Regions from separate parts of the Lactuca sativa genome. Here region 1 is linked to region 2. Evidence: chromatin contacts called from public Hi-C data. All regions are on one chromosome and are shown on one strand. The core of a region is the stretch at or near the end of the contact, and the rest is flanking DNA. Distances in the headings are between cores, read along the strand shown.

Region 1 (6,623 bases), core at 3,256-5,755, 430 kb before region 2:
CCCCTCAATACACACAGATAGAAGACACATGTGCTTCCACTGATACACAAACTGAGTTAAGTTACAAGAGTTGAACCCACCTACTGTTACTTAAATAAACAGTTTCTAGTAGAAAACTGAAAGAGGAAAGTAGTCGTATTGGGGTAACCAACATTTTCCCAAATTGTATTCAATAGAATTTTAATACTTCAACTTAAATTACTGGCTGTGAGTTATCTATAAACGTGCAAGTCACATAACATTGATGAATTCGAATTCTAAGATTTTAAACCAGCACACGACTTACAGTGTTACTTATGGTAAGTCCTCACTCTCATAATTACAGATTTGTTTACAAACATTATTAGCTGAGATTTGAATTCGTTATTGATTAGGTAGGAACATGATAACATTTTAACTAGAAACATCAGCAATTGACCCCAGATAAATACTATACGAGGAAAAGGAAATGTTTTTTAGTTAAGTACCTGTTGATGAACGTCTGTCATAGATAACGTCAATTGTAGAAATAACTTTATGGTTGCCAAAACAACTGCACCATTTGCATGCTGAAGTCTGTCTTCTAAAAGATTCATGATATCGAATATTTCATTGCTATCAGGTGGTGCATACTTTGAAACCAATTCAAGAATAGTACACTGAGCCCATTCACTGAATTCCTTGATCCTGCAAACACGGATTACTTGTTTGAAATTGAATCACATCACTGAGGCTGCATTCGTTACACGTGACAGGCTATTTTCAATGATGAGGATGAGAAAGGCATATACATCTTTTGCACAAGCAAGAGATGGAGAACAAAATTTCAAATTTTGTATCAATCCAGTACAAGGTCAGCAGCATGTTTTGTCAATTTGTATTTTGTCCTGTCTTCCATTTTTTATCAAAAGCCCAAAATACATATATTTATAATTATATGTGATGAAAACAAAATTTTAATCTAAAAATATTTATGAAATTGAACTTCATTTCCTTCAAATTTCAATTCTTCCTCCCAAAAACATTCTACCATATTTTAGACGTTGCATTTTTGCTCTTGTCAATGACATGGTTTGATCATATTTCTAGTCCCATTACCCTAATATTTTGTTTTACATCACAGTTGTACAGTACAGGGACTGCAATCCATTAAATAAACATTCACATGCTAATATTATGTAACACGCTAACATTACTGCTAACGTCATACAAATTACAAAGATGAGGCAATCAGATTCAGAATACAGATATACCAATCTTGCATCACCGTGCCCAAACTACCTTAATAGATCACATAAGCCAACCCTGAAATTAGTAAACACTAAACTATTTTTTAGAAATCATACAAGATTCCCATCAAATACGAAATAAAGAAACCGATCTGGTTATAGTTTAGACTACTTCGGTCCATGACCCGGATATAAACTTAGGGTTTTCTAATTTAAAAAAATATAATGTAGTTTCGAATATGAACTATATACAGTTTTCTAAAAACTCTAGAACCAAACAGAATATTACCAGTCATACTACACTTGCAAATTCAACCTAGTGGATGGTAATTGATGAAGAATTGAAACAAACAATGGATGATTGATGGAGAAAATTGGAATTGATGAATGAAACAAAATAGAGAATACAATCTCCTGATCATAGGATGAATCCCAATCCCTCTCTCAAAAGTGTAGCCAATGAGCCAATCTCACTCTACAGACTAATACGAATCTAAGATATTTCTGCCTGACTAACAATGCAAACCTGCCCTCTATTTATTAGCAAACCCCTAACAAACTAAAATTACCCTTTTAACCTTCAAATATTTAACCATCTAATTCCTATCAGTAAGACAAGAAAAGAGGTTGATATATATGGATCAACTTTGAAACAGGTTTGAGAAGATGGCACCAATTTACAAGAATATAATTATGTATCAGCTTCATAATACACCCCACGGAACATGACTGAAAGCCTTTTACAAATTTTCACAAGGAATACCAGCAATATGTACAAAATATGGGGAACTGATAAAGGCCTCTATTAATATTCCCATAAGCTTTTGTAACCTTGCCCCATGACCGCATATGTAAACTAAAACTAGGGTATCTGAAGTCTATAAACTTCAGTAAAAAATTTTGTTACTATTGCATACCTGTTTTTAACATGGAATCAGAGCAAATAACAAAAACTGAACCAGTGCTCCAAGTAAGTATTCACAGTTATATAATAACTGTCCATGGGAAACATGAGTGCAGCCTAGTTAAGAAAACTAAATAGATTACCATATATATTGGCTTACTAACACAACTAAGCCTTTTCTTTCAGAAGTATCATAATTGCGTGACTTTTTTAGATAAGAATCTAAGATGGGAAAGAAGAGACTTTGTTTGTTATTGAATCAGAAAGAATACTCTTAAAGGGTGTGACCGAACCAGATTTTAGTACTCAATGAATATACCACATTCAAGAAAGGTGATATCAGCAAATACATAAATAATACCACGTTAACTTGGTGATCATAACATAACTACCCTTATTAAGAGTTAAGACCTAGAGTAACCTACTAAGATGCATTGATGAGATGAGACTCAAGATAAAGCTTACTTGTATTTAGTTGTATCTTATGTTTAAAAAAAAAAAAAAAACAGATACAACCAAAACATTTTGGAGGAACAGAAAGAACAGACTGCTGGAAACAAAACCTAATGAGGTATTTGACCTTATATAATATAACAGTCGAGGAAGACTCCATCCATCCCAGAAGTAATGCAAGATAATGCAGTGGATCAAAATAGTATGAAATTCGAGTAAATGTCTATTTTTCGCTTAGTAACTTCAAAATTGGCTCTTGCATAAGTGTTAGGCACATAGGAGATTGCTTGTAGTCTTTATTAGGAGATTCCGCAATGGTATATTACTATTACATCCATAAACAAATAAATCTATTAACAGGGGACTTTTATTTTTATGTGATGTTTGGGTCGTTAAGCATAAAAAATAATGGCAAGGGTATGGTTGGCTTAATCGCTTTAGGTCCAACCTTGAACTCAGATAACAACGACAATTACCAAATACCAACTTCAATGAACCATATACAAGTAAGTTATCATCAAATAAATGATAAACCACATACCTATTTAATAGGAAATATATAATTGGTTTGCTAATCAACGCCTCTCTCTCCCTTACAGCTTCCTCTGATGTACTTGCTTCCAAGCCCCATATCTCTTGTAGAGCTGATAAACAATTTGCAACCACCTGCACAGTTTTACAATATTTAATAAATTGATTCTTAAACTGTTGCATTAGATAAACATTACTGGACACTTCCGCCACCTTAATCTATTTTTAAATTAAACTAGTTTTGCCAACAGCTGTAGAAATGTAACTACTGGAACATGACGACAATTTACAAAATCAACTCACCTGGGCATCTGGATCATTAAGCATTAAATGTTTAAGAAGAGCTGGGAAATCAGCATCCAAACAAGTAGAAGCAGATATATGATACAACTTGAGCACCCCTACAGCTGCAACCATCCTCACATAACTATTCCCATCTTTCAACCCAGCACCTAATGGCCCTACCAAGTACTCCACCAGATTCGGCACTCGAAGAGAACACAAACTCCTCAATGCCAACCCTCTTATCATTGGGTCTTCATCCTTACAATCTCTTTGAAGAAAGTTTATCGTAAGCAGGGCAAGATCAGGATTATACTTGGCATAGTTACCAACATACAGGTAACACATTTTCTTCAAAACAATATCTGAAGTAGCCGAGCACATCACCATCTCGCTGAAAACTGAGGATACATCAATCCCGACAGTCATGTATGAGATCACCTTCTTGAAGAGATCTCGTTTTGAGTCATCGGTACCAGGTGCCCGACTCCCAGCCAGCTGTCGAAGCTGCATCTTCAGATCCGAGACCTCCCCTTTACTGTTGGATTTTGGAATTGAACATGAATTAGAAGTATCATTATCATTATGCTTATTATGAGCTAAATCTGAATCACTAAGTCCAGTGTGCGATTGTGATTGTGATTGTGGCGGTGTTCGCCCAAACGAGAAAGAAAACTGCATCCTTTTCTTCATTAATTTCAAGTAATTAGGGTTTCACACTAACTTTTTCGGTCATATAACCTAATAAGTGTGTGCGTATAGCTGAAGTCTAATTCGATGGATCCAAAGACTTGGAATAAAATCAAAAGGCAAAATAAACAGAATATTCATACGTATAAGATTGTACAATTTGGTATAATATGGATCAAGAAAATTATGTATTTGTGTCTTGTGAGAAAGAGTGCGAAGGGTAACAAATACCCGGAGGGTTGAGAAGGCGAAGGAGATCGCTGAGATTGAGCCGGAGGAGCCATTGTTCGATCGCTGAGAAAGAGTGCGATGTGGCTTGTGAGCGTAATCGATCTGTAGGTAACAGCGTCAACTTTCACGGGCGAGAAGCCTTGAGCCCTTGATTACGGTGGACGATGTTGTTCGAGTGTGTTACGTTCTTGGATACATGAGAAAAAGACGGCAAAAACAAACATTTTTTATAATAAGTATCGTATGATTTACTGCTATTCGTTTACCACTTAATACCTTTTAAATACAGGCATGTCTAAAACTTTCCAACTAAGTGTATGTTTACCTCTTATTTTTGTATGGTGTTTGGATAAATAGTTTTTAGTTTATTAGTTTATTGCTTATTGCGGTGGAAATAAACATTTTTTTAAAATGTGTTTGGATTAACTTATTGCAGTGGAAATAAGCAATAAGCATTTTAAGTGTTTGGCAAACAAAACAGCTTATATGAGTAAAATAACTAATAAGCAATAAGCATTCCCCCTTATTTATTAAAATCAGCTTATTTAACTTATTCCTACCGTAATAAGCTAGTTTTTAAAGACTCATATCCAAACACTTAGGCCTCGTTTGTTTTTCTATAAAAGTACTTTTTGAGCACTTTTCCCTTCTGGTGGGTAGACGTTTTGCAAGTGCACGTCTTCTTCCGCAAACTTGGAAAAAGACAAAAGATATTTAACCACTTCCAAAACAAAAAACACCTTAAATTTGCTTATTGCGGTGGGATTAAACAATAAACAACCTATTTTTTTCTTATCCAAACACCCCATTAATCTTAAAATAACCTCTTATTTGGTCAGACTCTTGGCCACATTTGAAAAGAAAAAAAAAAGGCACGCTTCCCTTTTTGCCCTCTACCTTACCGTCTCTGCTTATTCTCTTCCCACTACTGAATAACTCATCCCTCTTCTTTCTATGCCCTCTTCAATGTCTCCATGCCCAACCCTCTCGGTCGAACTTGTCATACACCACCGGTATGAGACCTACGGCGCCACCGTCCCAAACCCCCGGTCCGACAGCAAGTCATCAGGTTTGGCTTTCTTTCTTCTCCAATCGTTGAAATTCTATCACTCCTAAATTTTCTGAAACTGAGCTTATGAAATCAATTTCCCCAACAACCACCACCAATCAATGCCTTCCTCCGGTCTTTCTCCATCGGTGTGGTTTTCATTCTCTAATTTTGAAATCGATTTTCTCATAATCGAGTTTTGAAATTGATTTTCACCATAGGTATTAATTATGTTTTTTGTGTAGGAAATTAATGAACGGTAGTTGGAATTAGGTATAATTATGTTGATTCATACTTGATCGGTCCTTCCTTCCTCATGTTTTCCATTGATTTGTGGTGATTTTGTTCATTTACAAATAGAATTTTTATTAAAAAGGTGCTCCTAATTGCTAATATAATGTGTTGATTTTGTTCATTTCCTGAAATTTGTTACTGATCTGGTTGTTATGTACTGATATATTGTTGATCTTTAAAATGTGATAATGTTGTTGGTGAAATCATATGTGTTGCTTTGGGTATAATCAAGAAATTATAGTGTTATTTGATTTGGATTTATGTTTAATTTTGATTTATGTTTAATATGAATTTGGTTATTTTATTAAAAAAATCGTTAAATTAAGCAAAAAGATAACATATAAGGGTAAATTTGTCATTTTCATAATTCAGCACTGCAATTCAGAGGTTTCAACCAAACAACATTTGAAAATTCAAATCTTAAAAATGTTGGATTAGTATTTAAGTCCATAACTATTTTGGTATGTACTTGACCCGATTATGAGCATGGTCCTTTTGGGTTGCCTTCACCATAGCAATATGTAGGATGAATTAAGGAGAGAAAGGTTTAAATATGATTTATTAATATATTATGAGAATAATATATTAAAGGAGAAATCATATTGTTTAGTTAATATTAGTCAATAATTAATTATGAATTAATTTTGTGGCTAAAAGAGATTAATTAAATTTAGGGGACTGAACTGCAATTATTGGATAATTGAGTTATTGGGCTAAGGAATGCTAAAGGAATAAGGGGTGAACGAAATTATGATGGAAGCCCATCATATTTTCGTCCATGGCCTTATCCAGAAGGTTCCATGGGCTGCTTAGAGTTTAAGCTGTCCATTAGGGTTTTGACTGAAACCCTAGCAACCCACACAAGTATATAAAGGACCCCTTAGGCCCCAAAAACGTGGACAACTGATTCTCTAGGGTTTCTAGTCGTTTTTGGGCAGCCTCTTTCCTTCTCCTCTTCATCCAAGTTGTATATGGTGTTTGT
Region 2 (7,133 bases), core at 4,581-7,080:
TAACAATTTACTTATCACATATAACACATATGTCTCATATCATATCTGACCTTCCGGTCACACAATCAAACCCTTCCGGGTACAGTATAGTGAGAAGACTCACCTCGTGAATATCGATAGCTAGCAAATCCCGAAATCACTCGTGCTCGATCCTCCGAGCTACAATCTCCCTATAACATCATACATCTCTTATTAACACTTTTATCTCTAAGGTTGACTATCCCTAAGAAGTCAACACAGGTCAACTCTGGTCAACGGTCAACGGTCAACGGTCAACTCTGGCCGGACTCGGCGAGTGCATAAGGGCAACTCGGCAAGTCTAGACGTTTTCACCAACTCTCTAGGATTCCCTTCTTACACGTCGAGTACTCCCTCTGACTCGACGAGTTCCACCTGGAAGAATCGCGGGGCCACCCCGACTCAACTCGTCGAGTCTCAAGAACAACTCGGCGAGTCCCAGCTCGACTCAGTCCACTTGACCACCCTTCCCTAACTCGCCCAGACTCACTGAGTCAACCCATGACTCGACTGGACCACTCACTGGCCGATCCAAGGCAATCTTCAAGCTACTCGCCGAGTCTGCTCATCGGACTCGGCGAGTCCATGCCATGCAATCACTCAAACTCGCTTCTAAGGTCAGATCTGTTCCATCAATTCATAGATCTGGCCTTCCTGGACTGATTCACCACGTAAAGCCCCAAACTTGGTGTACATACAACCTCTATATGTCCATATATGAAGAATTATCAACAAATATCACAACTCAAGGTCATAACCTCCATTGTTCTTCATCAAGCTTGATGAATGAGGCTCTCTGGACCTCTATGGATCCAGATCCAAAGCCTCATCACTAGCAAGGGACTATTTGGCCATCAAATCAACCCAACAAGGCCACAAGAAACCCTAAATCCAATATACTTCACAAAACATAAGATGAGCCGAAATCATACCTTTAGATCGATGATCTAAGCTTCAAATCCACAGAATAGCAACCTCCTTTGCTTCCTCTTGGCTAGGACCTCCCTCTTCTTTGCTAAACAACACACAAAGGTCAAGAAATGCTTCCTTTCTCTCTCTCAAATCGCTAAAGCACTTTAGGGTTTCTCTCTATGGACTGTTGGGTACAAATGACGGCCATAAAGCCCTTTAAATAGGTCCCAAACCCGAGAAATTAGGGTTTCATTAAACAGCGCGGACTCGCCGAGTCCATATCCTGGACTCGCCGAGTCCAAGCGAATCCCGCGTCCAGAATCGCGTCCCTACTCGGCGAGTCTGAGCTCCGACTCGCCGAGTCCCCTATCAAAACACCAAAATCATAAACAATAAAGATACCTGGAAATCCGGGCTGTTACATTTTTTGTCTCTTTCAAATCCACGGATCCAAGCCATACAAGAAGACAAAATGAATAAAAATTTATTTAAGCTTTTATAAGATATAAAACCTTATCCTTTTAGCTAAAAGACAAAAAAAATTCTTGTCCAAAAAGATGTACATGACTTGATAAATCATATCTTATGATATATTATGTTACTTGTCATTGAAAAATATTATTTTCATAAAATAAATAATTCCTAGTTAATTATAAGAGTTATAAATATTTATAATAAAATCAATTTCTTATAAATAATCTAACTGCATCCATTTGTTGTTAGTGTGACCCATTGGGATCATATGATATTAGTAATATCATTCTAATATGATTATTGAGTATAAATATCTTTCAGGATGGATAATTGACATTATATTCATTATACTACAAAGTTTTTCTAGGTTTGGTGTAGTTTGCCATTGAAAAAGATAGAAGGAATGAAAAAAGAGAATACCATCGACAAGGGGATGAAATATGCAACTAGGGTTAGGAAAGATAGAAAGAAGGAATACTAAGAAGGAAGGAAATATTAGGAAAGGATTAATGAGAGATGATATTTAGCTTTGATACCATGTTAATTAATATTTTCCCATGAATTTTTCTCTCGTATTAATCATTAATAAATAGTAATGCACATCTTATTCATGGACCTATAATGACATGGTTCAATATAGAAAAAGCTTCAATGTGAGTACAATAATACATAAATAAATATACAAATAATAATATACACTATTAGATTTAAAATACAGTGAGCTCACTAGATTTTATATATGACTTGATTGCATGTTTGTTTGTTAATCGACGAAAATTGGGTCGAAATTTTTAGGTTGTTACATCTTGTATAATTATAAAGATGTTAATATTTTAGAATAACCTGGTCTCATAAATAGACAACATAATACAAGTACATCAAGCTCGATGTCATAGATAAACAACCCTTCCATTTAGTCATTTCAAGAAACCGTTCTTCCTCCAAAAATCATTAGCACCCATAGTTGAGTTTTTAGGCTTCTAGAAACTAATGACGATGATATATAACTGCGAGCGATTTGCACAAAACAAAATCTCTAATACAAAAATGGGTGATAAAGATATAAAAATGTAAATTCTTAAAAATTAAACATGTATTTTGCTAATTTGACATTTGGGTTTAATGATATATTTACCGTGTCAACTCCAAAACTGATTATCAAGACTTTAATACTTGAATCCTTAAAATGGTTTTTGAATTCTCAAACCCTAAAGACTAAAAGCCGACATGTGTATTTTATAAACATGATGACCAAATAATACCCGTTTAAACCTATAGAAGATTTATGCAATACAACACAATGATGATATTTCCCAAATTAACGGTGCCCGTGGCTATGTTTGCATTTATATTCACCAACATTTAATATACAATTACTCGACCATTTAATGTAAAACCACTCAGAAAGCCATGAAGTGTATGTGACACACCGAATAAATTCTTAAAATATGACACATTATGTTGACACAACATATACATATCCTAAGTTTATTTACTACGACTCCGTTGATGGTAACATGCAGATGTCATTAACTTTATTTTTTCTAAAACGGATTTTAAAACTTTTTTCTTAATAAAATGGGTAAATTATTAATTAGACACTATTAAAGCCAAGTTACAACGATATTTTTCTAGACAATTAAAGATACCATATTATTTAAATTTACAAAAATTAAATCATCTTACATATTAGGTTTTGTTTTATACATAAACTATATTTATTATACATTGGATTGTATATAAATTTAGTAGGCAAATTAATATCAATGTAATTTATTAATTGAAATAAAGGATTATGTATGCTATACTTTATAATAAATACCTTAATTATATTTATTCTTTTAAATAATAACAATAAAATAATATAATTTAAGTGTGATTATAAGTAATATGTAAGTGATGCATAACTAAGGAATTCCAAGAGACAATATTTCGATTATCCATTGATTCAAACAAGCTCTTAACATCAACGATACTTCCATATTTACCATATAAACTTAGAAAACAATTGGCTAAAGGCAAATCACAATCAAACCCGTATTGGACTGTAGAAGCATGAAGAGATTGGACGTGGGTATATTCTGAAACGCCTAAAAGCATGGCTAATATGATGATTAAACTTGGCTTAATTCCTTCATACTACAACTGCTTATACATTTGAAACATGGTATTTACCTTCACTGATCGAGCATACATATATGATAATAGCAATCAAGGGAACAATATTTCTCTTAGGCGTATTATCGAACACTTTGCTGACAACATCAGTGTACCAAATTTTGGCATAGAGGTTAATCAAGGGAGCAACAATGTACACATCATATGAGTACTCATTAACAATGGAATGCCAGTGGAAAGAAAGGCCACGTGAGAAGAGATTTAGAGAAGTACAAGCTTTTAGCATACTTGGGTGTGTGTAGGGGTACGACATAATATTGGTTTTGAGTAGGAAGAAGTAGAGGAGGATGACTTTGCAATGAGAACCAACGGTTGATCAGAGCATTGTAGGACATGATTAAGTTGGCAGCAAGTGATGACGGAGAGGGATTGGGTTATTGAGGCTTGATCTTTCTCATGATTCAATACTCAGTTTCGGCAATTTCTTCAATGTCTTGTTTATATCATTCATATGATTTACATCGCCGTTAGTGTAAGAGGAGATAGTCTAAGGGCGACGTTTTCAACTTCGACTGTCATCGAAAATTAATGAGGCTGACACCAGTACGGGTGTGGTTATGGTAGGATGCAATATTAGGGCAGGGGAAAGTAATGCTATGGCTATGGGACCCATAAATGATGTACTATGGTGGTTGCCGAAGGTGAACGGTGTGCCGTAAGTGAACGGTGGTGGTGTCCGTGATGAACAATGCTGGTGAGGGACCAACTATGAAAGAGATTTAAACCATAGGGGTCGTTCGTGTAATTTAGAATAATTGGTTAAAAACTAACGATAATAACTTAATCTACATGTACAATAAAAGTTAGATGGCCTATTGCGCAAATATATATATATATATATATATATACATATATATATATATATATATATAATTAGTCAAATTAGACAAAACATATAAGTTCATCGTGCTACAGTGACAAAATTTGTGTTGTATTACTAACACCCATTAATGTTTGTATGCTAATTGTATGTTTGTTTGTTAATTGACGATAATTGGGTCGAAATTTTTAGGTTGCTACATCTTATATAATTATAAAGATGTTAATATTTCAGAATGATCTGGTCTCATAAACAAACACTATAACACAAACACATCAGAGTCATAAATAAACAACCCTTCCATTTAATCATTTCAAGAAACCGCTTTTCCTCCAAAAACCATTAACACCACTAGTTGAGTTTTCAGGCTTCTAGAAACTAGTGATGATGATATATAGTTGCGAGCGATTTGCACAAAACAAAATCTCTAATATAAAAATGGGTGTTAAAGATATAAAAATGTAAATTCTTATAAGGTCAACATGTATTTTGCTAATTTGACATTTAGATTTAATGATATGCTTTATCCTGTCAACTCCAAAACTAATTATCAAGACTTGAATACTTTAATCTTTAAAATGGTTTTTGAATTCTCAGACACTAAAGACTAAAAACTCATGTATATTTTATAAACATGATGATCAGATAATATCCGTTTAAACCCATACTAGATTATGAAATACAAACAATGATGATATTTCCCAAATTGACGACACCCATGGCTATGTTTGCATTTATATTCAACCAATATTTATATACGATTACCCGACCAATTAATGTAAAACCATTAAGAAAGCCATGAAGTGCATGTGACACCCCGAATAAATTCCTAAAACTTGACACATTATGTTGACACACCAGATACATATTCTAAGTTTATTAACTACAACTTGGATTATGGTAACATACATACGTCATTAACTTTATTTTTTCTAAAACGGATTTTGAAACTTTTTTTTTAATAAAATGGGTAAATTACTAATTAGAGACTATTATAGACGAGTTACGACGGTAGTTTTCTAGACAATTAAAGACACCATATTATTTAAATTTACGAAAATTAAATCAACTTAAATATTAGGTTTTGTTTTATATATAAGCTATATTTATTATACTTTGCTTTGTACATAAATTTAGTAGTAAAAATAATATTAATGTAATTTATTAATAAAAATAAAGGATTATCTATACTATACTTTATAATAAATACCTTAATTATATTTATTCTTTTAAATAATAATAATAATAATAATATAATTTAAGCGTGATTATATTATAAGTAATATGTAAATGATGCATTGTTTTTAATTTTTTTTTTTTCGTTTGCATTAAAGATTGGAGCACTTTTGTTTTGAATTTTATTTATTATAAATTATAAAATAAAATTAAATATAAATAAGGGAGGTGGTAATAAGAAGAATTTCCCTTTCTCTCTCTCTCTAGTCTCTAGACTAAAACAAACCCTAGCATTCTATTTCTCTCTCCGGGGTAAAAATATATAAATTAAAAAAAGTTAAAATAGAAAAATAATTCGGCAAATGATCTTCAATTAGGGTTTCGAATCAGAGGTCTGTTTTTGGGCGTATCAAATTCCCTGGTTGAATCATCCAAATTGAGGCTATATCTCTTCTGATCTTCACCGTTTCGATGTTATCCATGAAAGGTACGCATGCGATACCTACTTCTTTTTGATTGTTTTCTTTTGTGAAAATGACTATGCTTCTTTGTGTTAGTTACGGAAGTTTTGTGGAAAATTTTATGGCCCTTGATTTACTTTGTTGTTTTATGTTGTAAATTTCTGGTATACAGATCTGGAAGTGGGTTTAAGTTGTGTCAGATGGGATAGATGAATTGGGGGTTTCGGTGTGGGGCGTTCAAATTGAGGGATTGTTGATGGAGATTAGTGTAGGAAACTCAGGAGGTAGTAAAACAAAGTCGTTGGATCTCAAAACACTTTATAAATCGGAGGTGAGTAACAAGGGGGAGCCTGTCAAGAAGGAAACGAGTAGTTGGCTGGGAAATGGTGAGGGAGCGGAGGCAAAGAAGAGAAAGAACAGGAATGAGGTGGCTATTAGTAGCTTTGAGGATCTGGCAGAGAGGAAAAGGGTTAAGCATGGCATAGATGATATTGAAGTTGATGGGGCTGATTCATGTTCTGCTCAGTCATCTGGGCTTGCTCAGAAGATTAATGGTGGTGCTGGCTTGAATGCCATTGGTGTTAATATTGGTAGTGACAGCCATGGTGTACTTATTCCAAAGCGTCCACGGGGAACAGTTGGGCGGAGTAAGTTTGCTAAGAGTCATCTTCTTAAACCATCTGCATCATCAGATTCTGTTGAAAAGGTTACCAAGCTGAAGGATGAGGTGAATGAAGATATGCAGGATGAGGTTTCTGGCAGGGATGAACCTGTGGATAGTAAGGCCTCTTCTGCAGAACAGATTATTAAGTTAAACGGTAACAATGAGGTTGATCAGAAGGGAGTGGTTGATTCCAAAGGGAATCAAAAACAGGAATCAACCACAGTTACTTCAAATCTGCATGAAAAGAACGGTAAGCCGGATGTTTCACTGGAAATTCCACAGGAAAATGTTTCTAGTGCAGATGCACACGTAAACAGTAGCTCATTGGGTTCCGAGTTAAAAAAAGAGATTGATGAAATTCCACAGGGCAAAGTTCCTGGTGCAGATGCATCCCTAAGCAGTAATTCTACTTCTGCTGACCAGATGGGTA

Evidence for each region. A called contact is a pair of places that touch in the nucleus more often than the background predicts.
Region 1: a contact with region 2 is called in a Hi-C map of leaf, with 7 times the contacts expected there. The contact joins the promoter of LOC111901521 here to the promoter of LOC111911664 in region 2. A contact is called at or near these places in 2 of 4 Hi-C or Micro-C datasets (leaf and seed).

Annotation. Positions count from the first base shown.
Region 1 is chr5:113,907,390-113,914,012 of Lsat_Salinas_v11, reverse strand. LOC111901521 (beta-adaptin-like protein A) reads right to left here and starts at 4,505. Exons shown (of 11, transcript XM_023897381.3): 1 at 4,300-4,505; 2 at 3,400-3,916; 3 at 3,107-3,231; 4 at 468-666. The coding sequence starts at 4,352.
Region 2 is chr5:113,475,574-113,482,706 of Lsat_Salinas_v11, reverse strand. It overlaps LOC111911664, which reads left to right and starts at 5,830. Exons shown (of 5, transcript XM_023907415.3): 1 at 5,830-6,065; 2 at 6,212-7,133. The coding sequence starts at 6,296.